6 separate regions of the Mus musculus genome follow, and all the other regions are linked to region 1. Evidence: chromatin contacts called from public ChIA-PET and promoter capture Hi-C data. All regions are on one chromosome and are shown on one strand. The core of a region is the stretch at or near the end of the contact, and the rest is flanking DNA. Distances in the headings are between cores, read along the strand shown.

The links. Promoter capture Hi-C pulls out the DNA fragments that hold promoters and counts their contacts. ChIA-PET counts read pairs in DNA pulled down with a chosen protein or histone mark.
Region 2: a contact with region 1 is called in an RNA polymerase II ChIA-PET map of memory CD8 T cells, with 182 read pairs. The contact joins the enhancer-like site here to the promoter of Rpa1 in region 1. A contact is called at or near these places in 16 of 39 promoter capture datasets (the 3T3-L1 cell line, the C10 cell line, the HPC-7 cell line and 10 more), 8 of 115 datasets of contacts at active chromatin or transcription factors (the SCID.adh cell line, T-cell acute lymphoblastic leukemia, bone marrow-derived macrophages and 4 more) and 3 of 9 other capture datasets (adipose tissue, liver and pancreatic islet).
Region 3: a contact with region 1 is called in a promoter capture Hi-C map of stem cell-derived epiblast-like cells, with 3 times the contacts expected there. The contact joins the enhancer-like site here to the promoter of Rpa1 in region 1. A contact is called at or near these places in 17 of 39 promoter capture datasets (the 3T3-L1 cell line, 3T3-L1-derived adipocytes, the C10 cell line and 12 more), 5 of 115 datasets of contacts at active chromatin or transcription factors (the SCID.adh cell line, astrocytes, bone marrow-derived macrophages and 2 more) and 2 of 9 other capture datasets (adipose tissue and pancreatic islet).
Region 4: a contact with region 1 is called in an RNA polymerase II ChIA-PET map of memory CD8 T cells, with 146 read pairs. The contact joins the enhancer-like site here to the promoter of Rpa1 in region 1. A contact is called at or near these places in 1 of 39 promoter capture datasets (liver), 2 of 115 datasets of contacts at active chromatin or transcription factors (embryonic stem cells and memory CD8 T cells) and 2 of 9 other capture datasets (adipose tissue and liver).
Region 5: a contact with region 1 is called in an RNA polymerase II ChIA-PET map of memory CD8 T cells, with 25 read pairs. The contact joins the promoter of Crk here to the promoter of Rpa1 in region 1. A contact is called at or near these places in 6 of 39 promoter capture datasets (embryonic stem cells, hematopoietic stem and progenitor cells, hippocampal neurons and 2 more), 2 of 484 Hi-C or Micro-C datasets (B cells and uterus) and 2 of 115 datasets of contacts at active chromatin or transcription factors (effector CD8 T cells and memory CD8 T cells).
Region 6: an RNA polymerase II ChIA-PET map of memory CD8 T cells shows a contact between it and region 1, with 47 read pairs. The contact joins the promoter of Myo1c here to the promoter of Rpa1 in region 1. A contact is called at or near these places in 5 of 39 promoter capture datasets (the C10 cell line, liver, neural stem cells and 1 more), 1 of 484 Hi-C or Micro-C datasets (CD8 T cells), 3 of 115 datasets of contacts at active chromatin or transcription factors (large pre-B cells, memory CD8 T cells and pancreatic cancer cells) and 2 of 9 other capture datasets (adipose tissue and pancreatic islet).

Annotation. Positions count from the first base shown.
Region 1 is chr11:75,346,893-75,349,796 of GRCm38.p6, reverse strand. It overlaps Rpa1 (replication protein A1), which reads left to right and starts at 1,414. Exons shown (of 17, transcript NM_026653.2): 1 at 1,414-1,571. The coding sequence starts at 1,539. Smyd4 (SET and MYND domain containing 4) reads right to left here and starts at 1,364. Exons shown (of 11, transcript NM_001102611.1): 1 at 1,046-1,364; 2 at 1-128. The coding sequence starts at 116.
Region 2 is chr11:74,958,804-74,961,707 of GRCm38.p6, reverse strand. All of the region lies in intron 8 of Smg6 (Smg-6 homolog, nonsense mediated mRNA decay factor (C. elegans)), which reads right to left. Among named protein-coding and RNA genes, the nearest start is that of Srr, 34 kb to the right of the region's middle. Within about 2 kb of position 1,552, at least 73 of the 459 cell types and tissues checked have an H3K27ac peak or open chromatin away from gene starts, as enhancers often do. A contact at or near this core is called in the SCID.adh cell line, T-cell acute lymphoblastic leukemia, adipose tissue and 2 more, where this site is marked.
Region 3 is chr11:74,980,184-74,983,087 of GRCm38.p6, reverse strand. It overlaps Smg6 (Smg-6 homolog, nonsense mediated mRNA decay factor (C. elegans)), which reads right to left. Exons shown (of 19, transcript NM_001002764.2): 9 at 1,175-1,236. Among named protein-coding and RNA genes, the nearest start is that of Srr, 56 kb to the right of the region's middle. Within about 2 kb of position 1,462, at least 46 of the 459 cell types and tissues checked have an H3K27ac peak or open chromatin away from gene starts, as enhancers often do. A contact at or near this core is called in adipose tissue and stem cell-derived epiblast-like cells, where this site is marked.
Region 4 is chr11:75,011,780-75,014,683 of GRCm38.p6, reverse strand. All of the region lies in intron 10 of Smg6 (Smg-6 homolog, nonsense mediated mRNA decay factor (C. elegans)), which reads right to left. Among named protein-coding and RNA genes, the nearest start is that of Srr, 87 kb to the right of the region's middle. Within about 2 kb of position 1,528, at least 205 of the 459 cell types and tissues checked have an H3K27ac peak or open chromatin away from gene starts, as enhancers often do. A contact at or near this core is called in adipose tissue, liver and memory CD8 T cells, where this site is marked.
Region 5 is chr11:75,677,803-75,680,706 of GRCm38.p6, reverse strand. Crk (v-crk avian sarcoma virus CT10 oncogene homolog) reads right to left here and starts at 1,448. Exons shown (of 3, transcript NM_133656.5): 1 at 1,043-1,448. The coding sequence starts at 1,283.
Region 6 is chr11:75,654,509-75,657,412 of GRCm38.p6, reverse strand. It overlaps Myo1c (myosin IC), which reads right to left and starts at 1,398. Exons shown (of 32, transcript NM_001080775.1): 1 at 1,212-1,398. The coding sequence starts at 1,229.

The DNA of each region.
Region 1 (2,904 bases), core at 165-2,664:
GGAAGGAAGATGTCGCTCAAAGTCTCTGCTGTAGAAATTGTGTCCTGCACAGACTTCGGGAGTGAAGCCCACTTCTTAAGTAGGTAGGACTTCCATTCATCCACCGGTAGATCCATGCTGCCGCAGCTCTGTAAAGTCAGAACATGAAGATTCAGCTTTCTATTAATGCATAGTTCTAGAAAATCGAGATTTCATCCTACCAAGTGACACGCAACCAAAATCATTTCTTCTGGGGTTTTCTATAGCTGTTGATATGCTGAAGGAGAGTTAATCTGTGGTGTGGTACCAATTCACCCAGACATATTCTTTGGAACTGTTTGAGAAACTATAGTAGGTTGTGGTTGTACAAACAGAGATCAAAATACCAGTAGATGGCTACTATTCCAGTCTTTCTAGACCTGTTTACCTTAGTTGCCCAAAGTTTTCCAGACTTCTTACTCCAGCAACTATGAAGTTAAATATTTTCATTTCTTAGACGGCTCAGTTTTCTGTTTTGATCTCCAGGTCTTTCTTTCAGTTCATATAGCCTCTCTCCCTTTTTATTTTTATTACTTTTTTTTTTTGAGACCGGATCTTATGTTAGCCTGGCTGGCTTCGAACTCAGAGATCTGCCTGCTTTTACCTCGAATGCCACCACGCCTGGGTCCCAAATTTTGATTTTTCAGGGTCTCATTTAGTTCAGGTTGACCTCGAACTCAACGGTGTTAAGGGTGACCTTGAACTTTTGCTGCTTCTACATCCCAAAGGCTGGGATTACAAACAGATCAGAGCCAGCCAGCACGCCAGGCTCTCCAATACTTTTGCATAGGCCATTTGGGCTTTTAGGAACATCACTATCCTCACTGGAATCCACCTGACAAATTTCTACACACACTTTAACTCAGTTCAAACCGCATCGCCTCTCGAAAGCCTGATTGATTTTTGACCCCCACTCTGGAGCTCCACATGTGTGGCCCATATCGCGTCTACCATCCTTGAGGCTGGGTTCCTTGCGGCCACAACTCTCAGGTGGAACTCAAGAGGGCGGAGACTGAGTCTGATTTACCTTGTTTATCCCACAGTGCCAAGCTCTGGGCCTGGCACCGGCGCCGGGCACGCACTGCGTGAAGAAGTACCCAGGTCACTGCTTTGACTATATTTAGCAGCAGTTACCAGGGGAGAGCTCCGACTGTTCCCTGGGTTGCCATTCTGTCTGTCCGCCAAAGGACTGGGCGGGCAAAGTTCCGACAGCTGGCGGGGGAACAACTCAGTAGCACCGCGCTGACACAGGCGCACTGCGACCCAGCGCCCCGCCCTCACGTCCCGCCATCCCGCCACTAGGCCTCGAACCCGGCCTCGGAAGAGTCACGTGCTCTGCCTGCCGCGCGGTAGCCAATGCGGTGGCTATCGGCGTCTAGGCCCGCCCCTCGCACCGCGCTCACGCTGGGGGCGGATCGGCACGCACAGTTGCTCTAGCCAATCGTTGAGCAGCCCGCGGGACCCCGGCAGAGAAGCTCAGGCGGTGCAAGAGCGCGAGCGCGGGAGTTAGCGGTGCAGCCATGGTGGGACACCTGAGCGAGGGGGCCATCGAGGTAAGGAGACGACCCTGAGCGGGCTCGATGGCCCTAGCAGCGCGGCCTTGGAGCGGTGCAAAGAGGACCCGGGGAGGGAGCCGCTGTCGATCGGGAGAGCGTCAGGGAGGAAATTATACGGCCGCGGGGGAGCATCCCGGGGTCTCTAAGACCATCAGAGGATGCTGGAGGCAACCCGGTACTGGCAGAAGAACTCACGAGTTTTTTTAGTTTGTTTACATCTAAGAAAACAAGACAAATAAACATGCCGCTGTCTATCTTCGGCGGCCTCTGTTTCCTCCCTTTCTCCATCACCCCAAACTTTTTGGACTTGTTTTCGGCTGTTTTACTTCTTTTACATCCTCCTAACTCATTATTGCTACTAGACATCTCTCTGGTCACGAGAGAGAAAACGCTGACCGAAGTCACCAGTGGCTTCCCAGTAGCCAAATCAGAAGACATTTTAAAATTTTTCAGCCGACCTAATTGTTTGAGCTTGTTGGCTTCTTTCTGCTAACACTCCTCTCTTGCTAGTGTTCTGTGTTTCATGTTGACAACTTTTTCCTTATTTTACCGGCAAACCCCATAGATTTTTTTGTCGAGCCAAGGCCCTCTGCAGACTAGTTTATAGCCCTTCACCTGCATGTTATTAATTCTTTCCTGCTGAGCTTCCTTCGATCTGCCCTCTATCTTCAAAGTCATTTTCAATTGAACATATATCAGAGCAAATCCTTTATGTCCCTCTAAGTCTGAATTTTAAAAAAGAGTGTGTGTGCGCGTGCGCCAGTGTGTAGTATGTACACATATGTATGACATCTTGGGGATGGCGAATGTGCGTCGGATGCCAGAGGACAACTCTGGGACGTTGTTTCTCTTCCCACTCCGCTGTGGATTCTGTGGATTGAGCTCAGGTAGCTGGGCTTACACAGCAGGCACCTCTACCACAGAGCATCCTTTTGCCCGACTCTGGACACCTAGTCCATCACCAGTTGAAGTATATTTTAACTCCACACTTAACTTTTCCATCCCCACTGGAATAGTCTTTTTTTTTTTTAAAGATTTATTTATTGATTATATGTAAGTACACTGTAGCTGTCTTCATACACTCCAGAAGAGGGAGTCAGATCTTGTTACGGATGGTTGTGAGCCACCATGTGGTTGCTGGGATTTGAACTCCTGACCTTCGGAAGAGCAGTCGGGTGCTCTTACCCACTGAGCCATCTCACCAGCCCTGGAATAGTCTTTTGTTGGCTGAACTAGTCAATTTCAGTCAGCACACTCTTCTCACAGTCTCCTTGCCAGGCCTTGTTTGTTTTTTTCTTTTTAAATATATTTTTGCTCTAGAGGCCATTGA
Region 2 (2,904 bases), core at 303-2,802, 390 kb after region 1:
TGCTTCTGCCTCTGTATTGGCAAAATTAAAGGCATGTGTGACCATGATCTGTCAATAATATATATAATAACTGGTTTCACACTTAAGACTACTGGCTATTGACAACCTAGGTTTAGATCCTATCATCCACTTGGTGGCTCACACGAGTGTGTAATTCCAGTTCCAGACACTCTGATGCCCTATTCTGGCCATTCAAACAAAATGCCCATACACATAAAATTCATTTAAAAATATTTAATGGGACTAGAGAAATGGCTCAGATGTTAAGACCCAAATTTGGTTCCCAGCACCCATATTTGGCAGTTAATAACTTCCTACACCTCCAGTTCCAGGATCGTTGATACCTCTTGGCCTCGCCAGCATCTGGACTCATCGTGTGTGTGTGTGTGTGTGTGTGTGTGTGTGTGTGTGTACATATATGTATATATATACATATATATATATATATATATATATATATCCATACCCATATATGCACAACTACAAATAATTTTTTTAAATCTCTAAAAATACTTTTTAAATAACAAAAGTTTAAATACCTAAGAATTGGGGCTGGGAAGACAGGTTAGCAGACAAAGGCTTGCCCTAAGCCTGACAACCTGAGTTCAATCCCTGGGACCCACGTGACAAAAAGAGAGACCAACTCCCAGAAGATGTTCTTGGACCTCCATAGGCACGCGAGCACACACACACACGAAATGGAAAAATAAAAAAGTAATTTAAATTAAGACCCCAAAATTTAAAAATGTGTTTGATTTGTAACCAAATTGTTCTCTGATTACTTTCTCTTCCTCTGAACATTTTAGCTGCTTCATGTTTTCTTCTGAATGCTTTTTTTTTCTTTTATTCTTTTTTTTTTTTTTTTTGGTTTTCGAGACAGGGTTTCTCTATGTAGCCCTGGCTGTCCTGGAACTCACTCTGTAGACCAGGCTGGCCTCGAACTTAGAAATCCGCCTGCCTCTGCCTCCCGAGTGCTGGGATTAAAGGCGTGCGTACCACCCGGCCTGAATGCTAACTTTTAAGCACATTACTGGAAAAGCGCACCACCTCACTCCTTCCTCCTTCAGGATGTATTGTTTATACTTGTTCTGTATGTTACTCAAGTGACTTCTCTTTACAATTACTGTCATTACTATTTCTAAAATGTCTAAATTAAACCAAAGCTTGGAAATTCTGACTGGTATCTGGGTCCGACTTTCCGGATGGTAACTGAAGGTCATGTGGGGTGGAAAGTGGCCTGTGGGTAACAGAACACACACATGCACGCGAACAGGATATGTTGGTAATCTGGCTTCCTGAGACCTAGTAAGTTGTGAGAGTTCTCACCATTACCCTTGGAGAAGATGAAAAAACTAAAGTTGGAAAATGCTGGATTTTTAAAATGTCCCCTCTTAGCATTCTATCTAGTGGTGTCTGGGAAGGGGCACATTTGCCTCCTACACCATTTTACTTGTCTAAAAGTACAAAACAAGCGAATGAACGGAAGCTTCTTCATAGCGTGGAAGCTGGTGTTTGTGGCACAGCTTATGTCACGTCTCAAGCCCAGAAACACGAAGAGTGTGGTTTTGGTGTTTAACCAGCCTCTACTGCACCCTGGCACTGTTTCTTCCCCAGAGAACTTTAGAGGAAAAAAACCAACCTCCTATCTTAAAACCAAAGGCCAGGATAAAAATAAAGCCCTGAAGTGGTTTGGTGACCGAGGTCATAAGGGCTGCCACAGGTCTGAAGGTAGGGCCAGTATGCTCTGAGAAACTTCACTGCAGTCAACCACAGAAACAAAGACCTCAGCCCCACAGTCCAACAGTCTAGGAGGCTGCCTTTAGGCCTGATTTGTTAGGAGCTGCTCCACACAAAGCAGTTTATATCCTTTGAAAACCTCCAATCCTGCTTATAACTTTAACAGCAGTCTAGCTGAACTGTTCCTAGAGCCTATGAAAAGCAGAGCCAACCTGCAGCCTTGTCCTATAGGAAGGAGGCTGCCATGAACTCTCGCAGGCTTATTGCCTAATCTCCACTCATGAAGCAACTTTAAAACTTGATTCTGAGGTGAAGGAGTAGAACATGAGGTTCACACTACAAACTAGAAAAGTGAAATGGGAACTGACATGAAATCAACTCACGGCAACCCTGATGAAAATAAAACAAAACAAACAAAAGGACCAAAGCCAACCAAACATGCAATCCTTACACCCAGGAAACCAACAATTCGTCTTTCTCTACCAGGATCACATAATTACAGAGCAACAAAGAAACTGGGTTATCAGACATGAAACATCTGCTTACTAGCAAACCCAGAGATGAAATTTTTCTCTAACATTCTACACTGTCCAGAGGAAATGAGGGTAAACACTGGTTCTGCTCCTTCATCCTGACAGGAGTTCTGAAACTGCAAACTTAATTTACCATGATCTATGCCCAACAACTAGAATGCACTCCAAAATGTACCATATGACCTGATGTACCATATGACCAGGCTTCAAACCTAAGGCTCTGACCTATAGTTGTCCTGGGTGGCTGGGAGGGGGAGGGCAATGCCTGTGTGCCACCCACACAGCAGCTTTCTTTAACATTATGGCAGTGGCAGCAGCGGCAGCAGCAGTTTAGCACACAACTGTACAAGGGACACTGAAAAGTGAGAGAAATGATGGGTCTGAAGAAAAAATGTCATCTGTATAATTTTTTAAAAATTTAAAAACAAGAAAATTCAGCCAGGCATGGTGGCCCACACCTTTAATCCCAGCATTTGGGAGGCAGAGGATTTCTGAGTTCGAGGCCAGCCTGGTCTACAGAGTGAGTTCCAGGACGGCCAGGGCTACACAGAGAAACCCTGTCTCAAAAAACAAAAAAGAGAAAGAAAGAAAGAAAGAAAGAAAGAAAGAAAGAAAGAAAGAAAGAAAGAAAGAA
Region 3 (2,904 bases), core at 213-2,712, 370 kb after region 1:
TTAAAATGGCCCTGAGTATCACTCTTGCCCAAAATGATGCCAGAGGAATATAATGTGAAGCACACTTTCACTCACAATCAACAGGGCAATGGCTTTTCAAGCAGGACACAAAGTCTTCCATCATCTTAAAAAAGTAAACACAAAGTATATGGAAGCCGACCTGACTCCTGTCTCCCTGCAGAAAACCTATATAATTACAGGGAACCTTACAAGTTCATGGCATTGAAGAAAAAGGAAAATGCCATAACAGGAGATTTGCAATGTGAAGCCAATCACCTCTAAGGGCAGCTCACAATAAAACCAATATTCAAAAAAGATTGAAAGCCAACAGGAACCCAAGCACAGTGGTACTCTTGGGAATTCCAGCACTTGGAAAGCTGAGGCAGGAAAGTTGCCAAGTTCTAACCCAGCCTGGGCTACACAGAAGAGACCTTGTCTCAAAAACCCAAAGCCAATTGAGCAGTGCACCTTTATAGAAGGGATGCTGCTTCTTCACATTGATGTCCCTTACCCAAGGAGGCCCTGCACAGAGACACTCAGCACACATCTCCTCTGACACTGAAGGCACTGTGCAGCTTTTATATTGCCAGGAAAACTCTTCTGATGCCCAAGAGGAACATTCAAACTCTTCCCAGGAACTCAAGGGAGAAAGCCCTAAGGCTTTGCACACACTGCCTTCCCTGGGGCTTACAGAGATTTACTGAGATCAGCAATGTGGCACAAGGGACTGAGTGCATAGGAAGTTGGATGGGTCAGAAGAACACAGAGGAAGGAAAATGTTACTCTGTTATTGAGGAAAGATTAGGAGATAATTTTTCCCCAAGGAGGACCCCTGGAAGCTGCACCCAAGGATGTAGCACGACTATCTCAGACTTCCTGGGAGTTAAGCAGGAAGACAGAGTCAACAGAACCCAGGAGGACAAGAAGAGGGGACTGGGAAAGACTGTCCTAAAAGAATGGCTTTAGAAAAGAAAGGGAAAAAAAGGAAAGACAAAGATAGTGATATATCTCAAATTTTATGAACACAGTAGGAAAGAGAATGAAGAGAAGGTGGAGGCCTCTAAGAATTCACACCCTGTGCCCTCAGTTACAAACACAGGCTAGTTGCTAACAATATTAAATTCCAAAATGACTTGTAATGTAGGGAAATAAAATAAACATCCTGCACACTTACCCAATCCGGGTAAACAGCTTCCCATGGGCATGGAGAAAACTGAGGATGAACCTTTTGTTCAGCTGCATGGGAAAAAGGGAGAGGAGAAAACAATTAACTTTCCCCAGTTTCCTGTTACTGAATACAGTCCCCAGTGACACAATAACCTGGCCAGGGTCTAAAGGGGTGGGCACTGGGGATGGGAACCAAATGGACATGCCCAAACTCTCACACAGACCCAGGGCACATGCCCAACAGCTGCCTTCCAGCTGAGCCAGGATAACACAAGACTCAGTGAGTGGACAGCACCCTCTGCTGGCAGTGGCACCCTTGTGCAGACATGGAAGCCGTGAATCTGAACTGAGCAGGTTTACAGAGGGTGATGTCTCTTCCTCTCTATAGGATGAGAAGCCACTCCTGGCTCCGTAATAACTGAAATTAAATTCTGACAGAGATAGAGTAACAACAACTTTAGAGAAATTCCTGATCGTACTTATGAACTGTTTTTCTACCTATGTAGGAAAGCAGGCCTCTGACAGCTAAGGTTAAGGTATTTATCACTAAGGCGGCTCTTCCAATACTTTACTGACTTGAAATTGGAGTTCAGTTCTGAATCTGGAGCTGAAGATTAGGGTATCTACAGAGGACAGGCATAAAGTAGGTTGGTGGTGACAACAGGAACCTCTGACTGTTACTCTCTAGTCCCAACAAATGTTCTATGTAGAACCAAGCTGGGAAATGAAATATGGGTTGTTGTTTTGTTTTGTTTTGTTTTGTTTTTAATGTAAAGTGCTCTGGCTTTTTTTTTTTAAAGATTTATTTATTTATTATATGTAAGTACATTGTAGCTGTCAATTATGGATGAGCCACCATGTGGTTGCTGGGATTTGAACTCAGGACCTTTAGAGGAGCAGTCAGTGCTCTTAACCGCTGAGCCATCTCACCAGCCCGCTCTGGCTTTTTAAGTACTAGATACAAATAAAAAATATTTAACATTAGCTAAGTTCCGAATTCAATTGTTAGCCACATGTAGCCTATGAGCCACCAGTTTGCAATCTTGAATCAAAGATTCTACAAAATCTTTCTCAATCTAAACTGAGATAATTCCTTTGGGAAAATAAAGAGAGGGCTGGGGAGTAAAATTGAACTCCAAAGGAAGAAGAGACAATTAAAAAAAAAGATTTATTTGCATTATGTATATGAGTATGCTGTAGCTGTCTTCACACACACCAGAAGAGGGCGGTGGATCCCATTACAGATGGTTGTGAGTCATCAAGTGGTTGCTGGGAATTGAACTCAGGGCCTCTGAAGAGCAGTCGATACTGAGCCATCTCTGCAGCCCCAAGCAGGGAAATTTCAAGACTCAATATCACTATCTCCCCGATGTCCTAGAAACAGTACCCTGTGGTCTGCCAGGAGGGAGGGCTGAAGTTGTTGCCTGCTGCTGAGAGTGGTGCTGCACACAACCCAGCAGGCCGTGGGAGGCAGGTGGATCTCGGAGGCGAAGGCAAGCTTATTCTATAGAGAGCTCCAGGAGAAGCAGGGCTACACAGTGAGACCTTGCCTCAAGACTTTTTTTAAAATTTTAAAGAAATTTTTATTTCAAGTGGGGAATTAACTAGTGGATCAGCAAGATGGCTTGCAGGTAAAGGCACTTGACTCCAAGCCTGGCAATCCGAGTTCAATCTCCAAGACCCACATGGTAGAAGAGGAGGAGCAACTCCCACATGTTCCTCTCTGATCTCCAGATG
Region 4 (2,904 bases), core at 279-2,778, 340 kb after region 1:
AGAAACTGGCAGTCAACTCTAACATGCTCATTTATAATAAAAGGTATGCATTAAACAAACTTGCCCAAACCTTTAACAAATCATGACTGTCATCCTTACTTTGCTTTAAACACACACACACACACACACACACACACACGCACGCACGCACGCGCGCGCGCGACTGAACCTAGGGCCTCAGGCATACTAGGCAATTGATCCACCACTGAGCCACTTCTTCAGCCTGTGACTGTCATTCTTAATCATCCACACAGACTTCTCCTTGGCAGATTTTGCCCACCTCTTAAGACTTTCACAAAGGTTTTTTTCTTCTGCAGGGCACATGAGAAAACAACTCTGTCATAAAGAAACCCAGGAAGAAAACCAGCAGAGGCAGGTGAGTTAAGCCTGTGGTGGACATTCCTTCTGGGGATGACCAGACGGGAACAGTAATTCACAGAGGCAGAGGGGTCTGCAGTCACTCTGCATGCCACATGTGTAACCCTTAAGAAGTGAGGAATGCTCTCAACAGGAAAAACACAGCAGCAAATGCTATGATACCAAAGCCACAACTCCATGGGTCCCTGGAGCCTCTCAAACTAAGCTGCCAGCTAGGGAGCTAACACTAGCTTTGGATGAAACACAGCTCTGGTAGAGTAATTAATTTTTTTCTTAACTAGGATTACATTAATTTTCAAGGACTAATGGAGTCCAGCTGTAATGAGAAGAGCGGCTGCTGATGCACAAAGGCACTTGTGCTTACAACATTATAAACACACACATACACACACACACAGAGAACGAGACAGAGCAAAAGAGACCTATAAAAAGGATCCACTATAACAGGATATTTTTAGTTTCTACAATGCTGCACTAAAAATACAGCCCTAGCTGATACATCATGGCAGAACTATTCTCTCCTGTCCCTTCAGGAACAGTTTAAAACATTTATTTTTGTTTCCTTTTGCAATGGTCAGAGTAGAGAGAGAAAATAGCAACTCATTGATAAGAGGAAACGAGAGCGACATGAAAAATTGAAAACTACCTAAAAACTCATGGAGAGGTTTATTTTATTAGTTCTTAATAAATATCTTGCAGATTTCCTCAGGAAATACACCAGATCACATGTAAAATAGTTTGATACTGATGTCAACTGCATCAACATATGAAGTCTATTAGGGTGAAGCCGCAGCAGGGTGATCAGCAAGCTGAAAAACTCCACAGTACTTTGGGGGGGGGGGGGGAATCTCACGGCCTTCCAAATTCTTCGAGAGGTAAAAAAGTCAGCCAAGACACAGAGAGAAAGAGAGAGGAAAAAAAAAAGAAAGAAAGAAAAAAAAATCCCACATCCTGCTTTCAGCTGCCAGCAATGTGAAGTGCCCAGAGATTAATTCTACGTCTGGCCTGGAAATGTGACTTTAAAGCATGAGGGAGGGGAGGCTGGGGGAAGTGGGTGAGGAGGAAAGAGGAGGGCAGGCTAACTGAGGCTGGCGGCAGGCCACCACCCCCTCCCAAGCCATGTTTCAATGTAGACAGAAGTAAACCCCAACAGACAGCAGCGCCTCAGCCTGCCAGGGCCTTACACCAGCTGCAGCGCATCTCGCTTTCCCCACTCAGCCCCAAGTGCAGATGTTCTCTGCACATCACTTCCGCTAGGTTTTCTCTTAAAGGACTAGCACACAGACGTATTTCCCTCTCTCAGTAACACACTGCTGTCTTTAGGGGACAAGAAGAAGGTCAAAATGCTGAGAACAGATATCACCAAGGCAAGATCTGCTCCAGTCCCCCCAACAGATCAGACTGGGTTAAAGAGCACTGGGAATCATGAGACTGGATCTCAGAGCCCAACACTACATAACAAACCAGGTGACCCAAAAACTACGGTAACTCCACCTCTGAAGATCCAGTATCTTCTGGTTTCCACACATGCATATATATTCACACACAAATAAATAAATAAATAAATAAATAAATTGTGGAGAGTAGAAGAAACCCTAAGAATGTTGTATTGTTGACATAAACTGGCTATGTCAAAGACCTCAGACTAATTAGAATATGGTAAATTCCCCCACTCCCAAGGGCAGGAGCTGAAGGTGAAGGTCAGAGGGAAATAGCAAAGCCTTCCTCAGGGGTCTGAATGTGGATACTTATATCAGCTGCAGAAACTGTTCACCAGAGCTCCCTTCCTGTGATGTTTACAGCCTGATTGATGACTGCTCCCCTACCTACAAAGATACCTGTTCCTACCAAGATTGGCTAATCATGTCTCCTTGATCTATTTGTATACCGTAAACCCTGCCTCCTGGTTTATCTCTGTGTAATGGCCTTGTTCAGCTGTACATAATAACCCAACCTCCCCATTCAAATCTATATATGCACGATAACTTCTGGGTGCTGTGATTTCTCCATCAGAAATACCCAGGACCACCTTACCCCAGCTTTCCTGTACATGTGTCTATATGTCTATCTTTTCTTCACTCCCTCACCACTTCAGTTCATCTGTCTCTGTAATCATGCTGGAGGTAGGAGTAAATAATTTTAAAAATGCAAATACAAACAAGAAATTACCAATATGAGGTCAGCAAAGATGGCTCAGAGGATAAAGGTTCTTGTGATGCAAGCCTGACCCCTGTACATCAATGTCACACACTCCCCCATAATAATATATGAAAACCAACCAATTCCCAGAGCCCACATGAAAGTGGGAGGACAGAATCCCCTCCAAAGTTGTCCCCCCACCTGTACATCAATGTCACACACTCCCCCATACTAATAAATGAAAACCAACCAATGAGTATAGCAAGCTCTTGTTATACTTACTGTCTGCTCAAGTAAACCGATGTAAGGTCTACAAGGCTATAGATAAGGCTATATAGAGAACCTTTAATGGCTAATAAAACTTGGGGGAAAATGTCATTCTTCCTA
Region 5 (2,904 bases), core at 199-2,698, 330 kb before region 1:
AGGGCTAAGTGCATGAATTCCCTTAACATTGCCAAGACAACTGCAATAAGACAGCTAAGACAGTTAAAACTCAATGGTCCTTGACGAGGAAACAGTGGGATAATTATTCTTGGTGTTTATCTGCTAGCCAGGTCTGTTCTCATATCCTGGAAGATTTTGACCACAACACCAACTTAGAGAGCAAGAAAAGACCCAGAAGTACGTGTCTGACACTTTTTAAGTAAATCCAGGGAGAATGAAGTGCCATTCACTTCCAAGGTTGTTCTCACTGGCTTATGCCTGTTTGTTTGTTTGTTTGTTTGTTTTCTAAAGGAAAAAAATCTTCCTCCACTAATCACTTTGAAACTAGAAACTCTAGTTGCAGCGGGCAGTTTTTTTGGACACTTAAAACCTCTTGGACACAATTTGCCTGCTAGGCTTCAATTACGCGGGGCTGGTCACAGAAGGATTTTTTTTCTATCACCAAGTCACTTAGTTCACCACCTTCCACAAGGGAAGAGCACGGTAAAGATATTTTGGAAAAATGCCCAAGAAAGGAAAAAGCTGACCGGCTTCCTGAGGGTGTCTCCATCCCTCCCAGCCAGCCAGTCAGTACGTGGTGACTTCCTACCGAAGGCCACCAGGGGAGTATGGCCAAACCCGGCTCTAACACTGCAGGAAACGTTTCAAGCCTAAAAGCCACTTGTAGGATTAGCAGAGCCATTCTGAGTACCACTGCCAAATGATGTCCCCGTAACATCCCCATTAACTCATTGTCCCCAAGTTGCCTAGCCCTGCCCTGCCCTTGGGCCTGACCCTGGCGCCCAGCCCCACCCCGGGGCCGCAGCAGTTCCCCTTCCCCGGCTCCCAAGGCACACCCAGAGGCCTCGGTGAGCAGCTCCTCCTCCCCCACAATCCCGCTCATCGGTGGGAACCAGCTTGCTCAGAAGACAGCTCCCCCGCCAGGTTCACTCTAGCCCTCTCTGCCCACGTCCCTCCTGCAGCAGACCAGGGTTCTACGGCCCTCACCCCCGCCCGGGCCTCCCACCCGCCTGTCCCTCACCCGGCGGAGGCTGAGCGGGCGACGGAGGCACTGGAGGGCGCGGGCCGCTGCTGTTGATGATGTAGTGGGAGACGCGCGAGTTTTCGGAGACGCTAAGCACATAGTCCCCGGGGCTGGTGCTCGAGTCCCGCACCAGGAACACCCCGTGCCGCTGGCCCTGCAATAGCGCCACCGCCTCCTGCCGGCTCAGGCGGCCCCAGTACCAGCTACTCCGCTCCTCCGAGTCGAAGTTGCCCGCCATGGCCGCCTCCGCGCTTTCACGCTGGGCCGCCGCCGGCACGCGCGCCCCTCCAGCCCTGGCGCCCGCCGCCCAGCGGACCGGCTCCGGTGTCAGCCTCCCAGCAGCGCCCGAAATGGCGGCGGCGGCCGCGGGCCTTCCCCACCGGAAATGACGCGCCCTCTACCCGAGGGAGGCTGCCGGGAAGGGGACCGACGCCCGCCATTGGGAGAAGGGAAACGGAGTCCTTGGGGCCCTCAGTGCGCATGCGGCGTCCTGGGCGTCGCCGCCAGGCCCAGACCCCAACCGCGGAGGATGGGGAGGCGGAGTCTAGGTCTAAGGGGCGGAGCCTCAACCTACAAATTGACTGATCCGTGTTTGACAGATTGGTAGCGGCCGGTCTTTTCTCCCAGAACCTACAAGTAGCAACACCAAGAAAAGGACTGAAGTTAAAAAAGATGATGTGGTCCGAGGATGATAGTCGCCCTCAAAGCTCCCTGACTTGCTGGTCTTTTCCCCGTGTTTCCTTCGGTTTCCCCCGAGGTCAGCTGAAGTTCTTGTTATCTATGAGCAGCCACAGATACCGCATTTGCCGCGCAGGTGCAGTGCTGACCCAGACTGGCTTTAAGTCACTGAATTCACACACCTATGGGAGGGACCAGGAAACAACATCTGCTATGGGGGCGGGGGGGGGGCAGAAACACAAGGAAATCAACTAAGTAGTCCTGGAGAGACCCAAGGGCTGGGTAAAGTGACTCATGACAGTTATCCCAACCTCTCAGGAGTTGAGACAGGAGGATCCCTGTGAGTCTGAGGCCCTGTATTATAAAACCAAAACAAATAAGAGGAAGGGGTCCACAGATAAGATGACCTAGGGTGAATGGTAGGATGTTAAATGAAGTGGGGAAGGGTACTCAAGGCAAAGAAAACAAAATGCCCAGCCAGGCCAAAAAAAAAAAAAAAAAAAAATGGAGTTCTCTCTATTGGGGCTCCCATATCCACCAGCCAGATTTTTTTTTAAACTCTCAGTTGTAGCCAGGTGTATCTCCTACTTTTACTTCCTTCATGATCATCTTCATCTATCTCAAAAAATTAATAAAAAAATGGGGGAGGGAAGGGTTTCTCTGTATAGCTCTTGCTATCCTGGAATTCACTTTATAGACCAGGCTGACCTCGAACCCAAAGATCCACCTGCCTCTGCCTCCCAGTGCTGGGATTAAAGGTGTGTGCCACCATTGCATAGCTGTTACTACTGTGTTTTGTATATAGTGAGACCCGGTCTCACTACAAAACCAAAGTTATCCTTAGCCTAGTCAATAGCTCCGGCCTTCCAGAGCTCCCACCCATAGTCTGGGCCAGCCCTGGGAGAGACAGCAGGGAAAAGGGCCCCTTCCTTGTTACCAGTGACTCATCTTGATCTAGCTTAGTCACCAGGAACTAGCAGCAGAAGCCATCCAGTGTAAATTCTGGCCCTTTGGGGCAAATGACTATCCTCTCTCCCTTTTCAGGACAGCTGAGCTTCAAGGCAAGACCTTACAAGAGACTCTGGGAAACAACAAATCCAATTCCCAGGATAAGTGAAAAGGAAAGAGAGATTTGGTTTGTTTGTTTGTTTGTTTGTTTGTTTAGACAAGGTCCCACTATG
Region 6 (2,904 bases), core at 149-2,648, 310 kb before region 1:
AGGCAGGGACACTTTGGACACAGGCTACAGAACATGTTCCGGACATATGGCTGGGTTGCAGGATGCTGGAATGCAGATAAGAGACCCTATGGGACATATGGACCATGCACACAGCCCATAGGAGCACAAAGGGCCCAGCAGACACTGAACGACTGCATGGAATCCAGGGCAGCGGCATTTTGAGTTGAGGAAGGTGGGACATGACAAGGAGCTCCTAGGAACGGCAGAAAGAATGCTGGTGTTGACCTTGGACAAACCTCCTCCTTTCTCAGGACTGCTTCCTCTTCAGAGAACAGGAGTGGGTTAGTTCAGGTGACCTCAAATCCCAGCTACGTGTTACAGGTGCTTTGGAGGACAAACGGTTCAGAGGGAATTCTGCAGACAGGGAGGGGCCATCTCTCCAACTCCCATCCACCCCAAATTCCCAGAAGTAGAAGTTGTTTAGGGATCAAGCCAGAGCTCACGTCCTAGGAGAGGGTTTCCCCATGGGCCACCACCTCAGCTGGACTTGATGCCCACCCCAGAAGCGGGTGGCCTGCCCTCCCTCAACTGGAGCCACTCCCTCCTCTCCAGCTGCTAGGCTTCCCCCCCCGCCCCCCCTCCTCCCGCAGCTCCTCCACCGTTGAGAAGCCTCAGGAGGTGGAGGGTTCTCCCAGGGGAAACCCAGCTGCCACCCAAGGGTGGGGCAGGTACAGGCTTAGCTAGACCCTCAAGCCGCGTCTTAAGCAGAGCTTTCCTTTCAAAGAGGGCCTGCAGATCTAGAAAATGCTGGGGTAGGGGGGTGTCAAGGAAGAGGAAGGTACTGGGAGCCGCTGTAAATTCCAGGGAGGTCACCAAGTCTCCCCTGACCCTGGTTTCTAGCCCTAGTTGCTCAGTTCTCTGCTTCTCCGTCACCCCTCAAGTCCAGGGCCTGTCTCCCTCAGACCTGCCCACCCCTGACCCACCCAGCCCGAAGCTGCTGCCAAACACCACCGCAGCCAACGCCCCCTGGTCCTCAAGTGGGAGGGGTCTTAGCCATCACCAGGGGCGACCACATGGTCCTGGGTTCGAGCGTTCTGCAGCCCTCTCCGCCTCGGCCTCCTGTTCTAGCAACTTTCAGGGACATCTTCCACCGAAATTCCTGGGCCGCGCCCGCTTCAAGGCCGGCCCTGGAGCGCCGCGGGCCACCGAGAGATACCCTGGACCCCAAACCTGCCCGCGCCCATGCTCACCGATGCCCGGTAGCGCATCCTGCCGGACCCGGCGCCCCGCTCCGCTGCCCGCGCCTCTTGGTCTGTACTCGGCCGCGGCGTAACCGAGGGAGGGGCCAGCCCGCCCCCTGCACCGCCCCTTGCAGGCCCCTTGGCTCAGGGGGCTCGGAGTCCCGACCCTAGGACCCACTGCAGCCGGCCTGGCCGGGCTGGGTGGGAGGGGGTTCGGGACCTAAGAGGGGGCGCGCGAGGGGCGGGGCCTCCTGCGTGCCGCGGGCTCCGCCTGAGTCAGGTTTTCCAGGAGGAACGTCGTTAGTTCCAGGGTGGGGCCCGGAACCCGCGCGGCCGCCGCGTCTACACAGCTCCGGAACTCACTTCCGGGCTCGTGTCTACAGCACGGGGCTGGACACCCCGCGCGAGACGAGGGCTGAAGCCCGTGGGTCACCGGGGAAGCAGGATTTCTCTCCCCACCCCCAACCTCGAGTCCCGGGAAAGTTAAAAATAGAACGAAATGTCCAAATACGGCCGGCGCCCCGGGACAGGCGGAGCCTCTGTACGGGACACTGTCCACCCCCATACACACTCCCAAAGGACTGGCTCCATTCTTTAAATCCTTAGAAAAGAAATTGTTTGAGACAGGGTCTCTTTACGGAGCCCAATCTGGCCTGGAACTCAAGATGCCTCCTGCCTCAGCCTCCTGAGTACTAAGATTACAAACTTGTGCCAAGAGAGCCAGAAGAGAAACATCTCTTGAAAGATCTCTTCCCTAGCTAAGAAACAAATCCTAGGGTCAGAGCAGGGTGCCCTTTTTGACCCAGCATGACCCCTAAAGAAGCCTGTTTGCCGAGTAGGCAGCACCCTTCTGACTTTCCTACGTGTGCAGCCAATAACCTTATGTTCCAGCCTGAATATCCTCCGGACTCAGTGCCCTGCCCCATGGGCTCCTCTCCTCTCTTCCCTTCTTTCTCTTCCCTCTGGATCTCCGCTCTTCCCTGAACACAGGCCATCAGCTGTCTTCCTTGTCTGTCCAGCACCCTCGCTGGTTCTCTGACGACATCAGCCCTTTTTAGGCCCGAGAAGAGTGTGTGAGAGGAGTGGAGTGGACTTTGGGTCAGTTGCCACCTCTTGTGGCATATGGATGTCTACGGTAAAACAAAACAACAACAACAAAACCAGCCTGGCCTTTGCTTACTAGCAGGATGATGATCATGAGTAAGTGCCTTAAGAGGCCGATTGGCTGATACTTGCCAGAATTGTTGGGTTGCCTGAAATGAAGCACTGACCAAGCCATCAACACCACTACTACCCTCTTCCTCTTTCATTCTACACGCACTGAGGGACTTGGGGGAGAGTCCAATCTTCTTGTCTAGTGAAGAAAGCGTCCGCCCCTATATCTACCATTTGCAAAGGGTTCTCAAGTGCCTTATCTATTCCTCGCCCTTTGTAAGGAACCTGAAGCATATACCGAGGGTATACACTTGGTCTAGGGAGGATAGGGGGAGTAAGAACCCAAAGCACCAAAGCGCCCCACCCCTTGGACGGGGACTCCCTGGGGAGGAGGTGAGTCTGCGACAGGTGCTGCCTTGCGGCCTCAAGGGGAAGGATGGTTCATTACTTCGTGAACAACAGCTCGAGCCACAACCCGGGGGTGGGGGTGGTGTGCGGCGCCAGCTGGGGAACGAAGCCCTTTGGAGCGGGCCAGGGGAATGGGTGC